Regions from separate parts of the Macaca mulatta genome. Here region 2 is linked to region 1. The links are chromatin contacts, called in public Hi-C maps. All regions are on one chromosome and are shown on one strand. Each heading gives the region's core, a stretch centred on a gene start, on an enhancer-like site or on the middle of the called end of the contact. The rest is flanking DNA. Distances are from core to core; before and after follow the strand shown. Region 1 holds the start of NPAS1 (neuronal PAS domain protein 1). Region 2 holds the start of SAE1 (SUMO1 activating enzyme subunit 1).

Region 1 (3,435 bases), core at 562-3,061:
AGAAAAGTGCTGGGTGAGGTGGCACCCGCCTGTAGTCTGAACACTTTGGAGGCCAAGGAGGGAGGATTACTTGAGCCCAGGAGATCGAGAACAGCCTGGGCAGCATGGTGAAACCCTGTCTCCACAAAAAAAATACAAAAATTAGCCTGGTGTGGTGGTGCGCACCTGTAGTCCCAGCTACTCAGGAGGCTGAGGCAGGGGGATCTCTTGATCCCAGGAGATTGAGGCTGCAGTGAGCTGTGAATGTGCCACTGAACTCCAGCCCTGGGCAACGCAGCAACACCCTGTCTCAAAAACAAAAAACGAGCCAGGCGCGGTGGCTCACACCTGTAATTCCAGCACTTTGGGACGCTGAGGCAGGTGGATCACTTGAGGTCAGAAGTTCAACACCAGCCTGGTCAACACGGTGAAACCCCATTTCTACTAAAAAAATTACAAAAATTAGCCAGGCATGGTGGCAGATGCCTGTAATCCTAGTTACTCAGGAGGCTGAGGCAGGAGAACCACTTGAACCTGGGAGATAGAGGTTGCAGTGAGCAGAGATCGCACCACTGCACTCCAGTCTGGGTGGCAGAGCAAGACTCTGTCTCAAAAAAAAAAAAAAAAAGAAAATTGATGGTGAAAACATTAAAACAAGACCTGCTACCTCGTAAGGGTCCAGTGAGTTTTAGCCTTTATTAATTTAATATTATTGGAATCCTTTTTTTTTTTTTTTAAGCAGGGTCTCACTCTTTCACCCAGGCTGGAGTGCAGTGATGTGATCATGGCTCACTGCAGCCTCTACCTCCTGGACTCGGGTGATCCTCCCATGTCAGCCTCCTAAGTAGCTGGGACCACAGGTGTGTGCTACTACGCCTGACTAACTTTTTGTATATTTTGTAGAGATGGGGTCTTGCTCTGTCTCCCAGACTGGAGTGCATAGCACAGTCGTTGCTCACTGCAGCCTTGAACTCCTGGCCTCAAGCAATCCTCCCACCTCAGCCTCCCAAAGCACTAGGATTACAGGTGTGAGCCTCCGTGCCCGGCCAATATTATTTGTTTTGCTAACATTTATGTTAACTGCATGCTCTTCAGGCCCACCTGGGAGGCAGGTTAGCCGTGAGCTTGCATGTCCTGAATCCCTACTTTCTTCCCTCCTCTCAGCTCCTGCAAATCGGACCCAGTCTGGTCTCCCCAGTGCCCTCAGGATACACTTTGAGCTTCTCACCTGGCCCTGCAAGGCCCTGAGTGGCCTGTGACTGAATGGTGGAATAAATGGGTGGACGGATGCAATGACAGAAACAGCAGCTCATTCACCTGCTTTTTGGCCAGCTCCTGGGACACTTCGCTTCCAGCCTTTTTTCTCAAAACCCGTCTCCTCCTCAGCAGTGCCTGCTGCTTCTCCTTCTAATCTGGCCTTCTTCCTAAAAAGTCGCCATCCGGGCTTTAATTCTCTTCCCGGGATGGCCATGGCTCGGCAGGGCGGCGCTCTGCTGACCCCTGGTGGCCGCATGGAGTAACACAGCGCATTCTCCACTAGGGCAGTTGGCCTGGAGCCCGGGAGCGAGTGCTGGGTGCTGGCTGTGGCTTGAGGAGCACAGCTCCTGCCCTCGTAGGTTTCACAGGAGAGTGGGGAAGACAGCGGATAATCAGATACTCACACTGTCGTATGCGGCAACCCTGGCATCATCTGCACCTTCTCTCTCCCCCAGTCTCATGCCATCTTCAACAAATTCTGTCGCCTTGACCTTCAAGATACCTGCAATTCCCCGTTCTTTCCACTACCACCGTCCTTCTCTGGTCTAATCCGCCATCGTTTCACTCCTGGACTATCGCAGTCACCTCCTTGCTGAACTCCCAGAATCCAGAGCCAGTCTTAACTGATTTCTCCTTTAGCCTCAGGCTCCACTCACTTGACACTGTTACTGAATCGTCTTTATTTAAAATGTTGATAGTTTGTTCATCATTGATTTTTTTTTTGAACTAATTTTGATTTTTTAAACAAGACTCTTTTTTTATTTTTATTTTTTGAGACGGAGTTTTGCTCTTATTGCCCAGGCTGGAGTGCAATGGCGCGATCTCCGCTCACCGCAATCTCCGCCTCCCGGGTTCAAGCAATTCTCCTGCCTCAGTCTCCTGAGCAGCTGGGATTACAGGCATGCCCCAATACACCTGGCATTTTGTATTTTTAGTAGAGACGGGGGTTTCTCCATGTTGGTCAGGCTGGTCTCAAACTCCTGACCTCAGGTGATCCACTTGCCTCAGCCTCCCAAAGTGCTAGGATTATAGGCATAAGCCATCATGCCTGGCCCAAAAGATTTTTATTTATTGATTTTGAGATGGGGTCTCACTCTGTCACCCATGCTGGAGTGCAGCGGCACAATCTTGGCTCAATGCGGCCTCAGCCTGCTGCGATCCTCCCACATCGACCTCCTGAGTAGCCGGGACTACAGGAACGCGCCGCCATGTCCAGCTAATTATTTTTTCGAGAAGGAGTTTCCCTCTTGTTGCTCAGGCTGGAGTGCAATGGCACAATCTTGGCTCACTGCAACCTCTGCTTCCTGGGTTCAAGCGATTCTTCTGCCTCAGCCTCCCAAGTAGCTGGGATTACAGGCATGTACCACCATGCCCGGCTAATTTTGTGTTTTTAGTAGAGACGGGGTTTCACCATGTTGGTCAGGCTGGTCTTGAACTTCTGACCTGAGGTGATCCACCCGCCTTGGCCTCCCAAAGTGCTGGGATTATAGGTGTAGGCCGCCGCGCCTGGCCTTTTTTCTTTTTTTTTTTTTTTTTTGAGATGGAGTCTTGCTCTGTCGCCCAGGGTGGAGTGCAGTGGCGCGATCTTGGCTCACTGCAGCCTCCACCTCTCAGGTTCAAGTGATTCTTCTGCCTCAGCCTCCTGAGTAGCTGGAACTACAGGCATGTGCCACCACACCTGGCTAATCTTTGTATTTTAAGTTGAGACAGGGTTTTGCCATGTTGGCCAGGCTGCTCTTGAACTCCTGAACTCAGGTGATCCACCCGCCTCGGCCTCCCAAAAATGCTGGGATTATAGGTGTAAGCCACTGCGCCTGGCCTGTTCAGCTAATTTTTAAAGAACTTTTTGTAGAGTCGGGGTCTCACTCTATTGCCCAGGCTGGTCTCAGACTGCTGGGCTCAAGTGATCCTCCCATCTTGACCTCCAAAGTGCTGGGATTACAGGCCTGAGCCACTGCACTTAACCAAGACAATTTTTCTTCTTCTTTTTTTTTTTTTTATTTGAGACAGAGTCTTGCTCTGTCATCAGTCTGGAGTGCAATGGTGTGATCTTGGCTCACTGCAACCTCCGCCTCCTGGGTTCAAGTAATTCTCCTGCCTTAGTTTCCCGAGTAGCTGGGACTACAGGTCCCCGCCACCACGCCCAGCTAATTTTTGTATTTTTAGTAGAGACAGGGTTTCACCATGTTGGCCAAGATG
Region 2 (3,491 bases), core at 14-2,513, 120 kb before region 1:
GGTCAACATGGCGAAACCCCATGTCTACTAAAAATACAAAAATTAGCCGGGCGTGGTGGCGGGCCCCTATAATCCCAGCTACTCGGGAGGCTGAGGCAGGAGAATCGCTTGAATCCGGGAGGCGGAGCTTGCAGTGAGCTGAGATCGCGCCACTGCACTCCAGCCTGGGCGACAAGGGAGAGACTCCGTCGAAAAAGAAAAGAAAAGAAAAGAAAACCCCATCCCTAAGCTACTCCACAATGCCCAAACTATGTCTCCTGTCTTACCAAGGCACAGCCCCGTACCAGACACAAGCAACCTTTTCGGGAGCCTACTGCCGTCCCCCTCCAGACTCTCCGAGCCTCTCAAGAGTTCCATTTGACATAACTTGCTCCAAAACTCCTCAAAACCCGCATTCTTTCAGCCTGGCCCGCCCCTGAGCACCCACAAGAATGTAAGCTCCCGTCGGCCCGGTTGGCCAGTCCAGTCTCCCCCGTATCCAGCACGGAACCGGGTCCCACACCATCGAATGAATGAACTATGTCCTTCACCTCACCCCTTCCACGTACCCCAGCCCCTCTTATCCCCTAACCGCGACCTAAATCCCACAATCACCGCTTTCGGGCCTCGGATTTCCTGAGTTTGAATTCTCCCGCTCCCTCAGGACTCCCCAATCAGAGCCCCCTTCAGAGCTCCCATCCTTCGGAACGGCTCTCCCAACCACTTCCCAGACCTTCCAGAAACATCCCCAATCAACTCCTCTAGTTCCCTCAGGAGCGAGACGATCCCGGGGCACATAATTCCCGCCTCCTCCCTTCAAATCACACCTTCCCGCTCCTTCCGGGCCGCAAACGCCTCAGACTAGACGCCCCCTCCAGACCCTCGGCGCCTCAAGCCGCGCCGGCGCTGACCGTTTCTGGGCCTCCAGTCCCCACAGGCGGATCTGCCGGTCATACTGCGCCGCCTCCTCCTCGCTGATGCCGCCGCCAGCCTCCTCCTTCTCCACCATGGCGCCGGCTCTTCCTGCCTCAGCTCACGTCCCGCTCACGCCAACCGCCCGCCAGCCCCGCGCGCCACCAACCTCCGCCGGCAGCACACCCGGGGTGCTTCTGCGCGTGCGCAGACCCCCTCCCACGCCTGCGCAGTACCTCGTCCAAGGAGCCTGGGACCAAAAGTACCTCACGAGACTCAAAGGCGATCCGGCAACTGCATGTCACGTGACGGAGGGTCCAACCAATCCTAGCCCCAAAAATGGCGCCGGTTAAGGCCCCGAGGGCGTTGCCCACGTGGTCACTTATGAGGCGCTTAAATTCTGCAAATATTTAAGGCGTGCATACTGAGATCCCAGCAATAGGGATGTTGTAAAATAGGGTATTGAGTAAAATCGACAAAGCCCTGTCCTCATGGAGTTTACGATCCAGTGAGAAAAACCCAAAGAGAAATAAATATAAACCCAGCGATGACAAATGCTTTGGAGAAAAATAAAGCAGGACATGGGGCTACAGAGTAACAGGGGTGGTCAGGGAAGGCTTATCAGAGGTGACATTGAACTGTCAATTTTCTTTTTTTTTTTCATACAGATGAGGTCCCGATGTGTTGCCAAGGCTGGTCTCGAAATCCTGGTCTCAAGCTATCCTCCCGCCTCTGCCTCCCAAAGTGCTGGGATTACAGGCATCAGCCACTGTTCCCAGGCTTTCATGTCCCTACTATGCGTTGCACTTTGTGCCCAGCCCTGGACATACAATAATAATAAAAAATGGACACATCTCTGCTTTGGAGGCAGTCACGGCCCAGTGGGAGAGAGAAGCATTAAGAAAACAGGAATAGGCCAGGCGCGGTGACTCACGCCTGTAATCTCAGCACTTCGGAGGGCCGAGGCAGGCAGATTAGTTGAGATCAGGAGTTCGAGAGCAGCCTAGCTAACATGGCGAAATCCCGTCTGTACTAAAAATAAAAAAAAAAAAAAAACAGCAGAGCATGGTGGCTCACACCTGTAGTCCCAGCTACTTGGGAGGCTGAGGCAGGAGAATCGCTTGAACCCAGGAGTTGGAGCTTGTAGTGAGCCAAGATCATGTCAGCACTCCAGCCTGAGATAGAGCGAGACTCGGTCTCAAAAAAATAAATAAATAAAACAAAAATAACAGAAAAGAAAACACGGATGGCCCCAGGTGGGCAATATAGTGAAACGCCATCTCTATTCAAAATGCAAAAATTAGCTTGGTGTGGTGGCACTGAGCCTATAGTCCCAGCCACGTGGGAGGCTGAGGTGGGAGGATTTCTGATGTTAGAATCATAGGCTTTTTAGCAGGGCACAGTGGCTCATGCCTGTAATCCCAGCACTTTCGGAGGCTGAGGAGGGCAGATCACGAGGTCAGGAGTTTGAGACCAGCCTGGCCAAGATGGTGAAACCCCCTCACTACTAACAATACAAAAATTAGCCGGGTGTGGTGGCATGCCCATAGTCTCAGCCAATTGCCAGGCCGAGGCCGGAGAATTGTTTGAACTGGGAGGCAGAGGTTGCAGTGAACCAAGATCCTGCTACTGCACTTCAGTGTGGGCGACAGAGACTCTCAGCTCAAAAAAAAAAAAAAAAGCCACCACGCCCATCTATTTTTTTTTTTTTTTGAGACAAGAGTCTCTGTCGCCCACACTGAAGTGCAGTGGCGCAATCTCCACTCACTACAAGCTCCACCTCCCAGGTTCACGCCATTCTCCTGCCTCAGCCTCCTGTGTAGCTGGGACTACAGGCGCCTGCCACCATGCCGGGCTAATTTTTTAGTGAAGACCAGGTTTCACCGTGTTAGCCAGGATGGTCTCGATGTCCTGACCTCATGATCCGCCCATCTCGGCCTCCCAAAGTGCTGGGATTACAGGCTTGAGCCACCGTACCGGGCCTAATTTTTGTATTTTTAGTAGAGACAGGGTTTCACCATGGTGGCCAGGCTGATCTCGAACTCCTGACATCAAGTGATCCACCCACCTTGGCCTCCCAAAGTGCTGGGATTACAGGCGCGAGCCACCACACCTGGCGGAATCATGTATTTTTATTTAAGAATTGGCATCTGGCGTGGTGGCTCACGCCTGTAATCCCACCTAAGCACTTTAGAAGACTGAGGTAGGAGAATCACTTGAGACCAGGAGTTCAAGACCAGCCTGGGCAACATGACAAGACCCCTGTCTCTACAAAAAAAAAAAAAAAAAAATTTTATTAGCTGGGTGTGGTGGCGCATGCCTGTAGTCCCAGCTACTTGGGAGGCTAAGGTGGAAGAATCCTTGAGCCCAGGCGTTGGAGGCTCCAATGAGGTATGATGGCACCACTGCACTCCAGCCTGGACAACAGACCTTGTCTCAAAAAAAAAACAAAAGGTGCCTAAGATGTTTTTCAGATCCTGAATTCCAGCAGAACAGCTGATGCCAACCAGTGTGAAGACCCCAGAGAGGAACCAAATTGACAGGAGAATAGAGTTTCTTCAACTCCCTGTTTCATTACTTCACCCTGCACTCAACCAACC

The links. Hi-C and Micro-C count contacts between places; a contact is called where the count stands out from the background.
Region 2: a Hi-C map of fetal cortex germinal zone shows a contact between it and region 1, with 3 times the contacts expected there. The contact joins the promoter of SAE1 here to the promoter of NPAS1 in region 1. A contact is called at or near these places in 2 of 14 Hi-C or Micro-C datasets (fetal cortex germinal zone and fetal cortical plate).

What each region holds. Positions count from the first base shown.
Region 1 is chr19:59,487,874-59,491,308 of T2T-MMU8v2.0, reverse strand. NPAS1 (neuronal PAS domain protein 1) reads right to left here and starts at 1,811. Exons shown (of 13, transcript XM_077980601.1): 1 at 1,641-1,811.
Region 2 is chr19:59,609,061-59,612,551 of T2T-MMU8v2.0, reverse strand. SAE1 (SUMO1 activating enzyme subunit 1) reads right to left here and starts at 1,263. Exons shown (of 10, transcript XM_077980743.1): 1 at 1,128-1,263.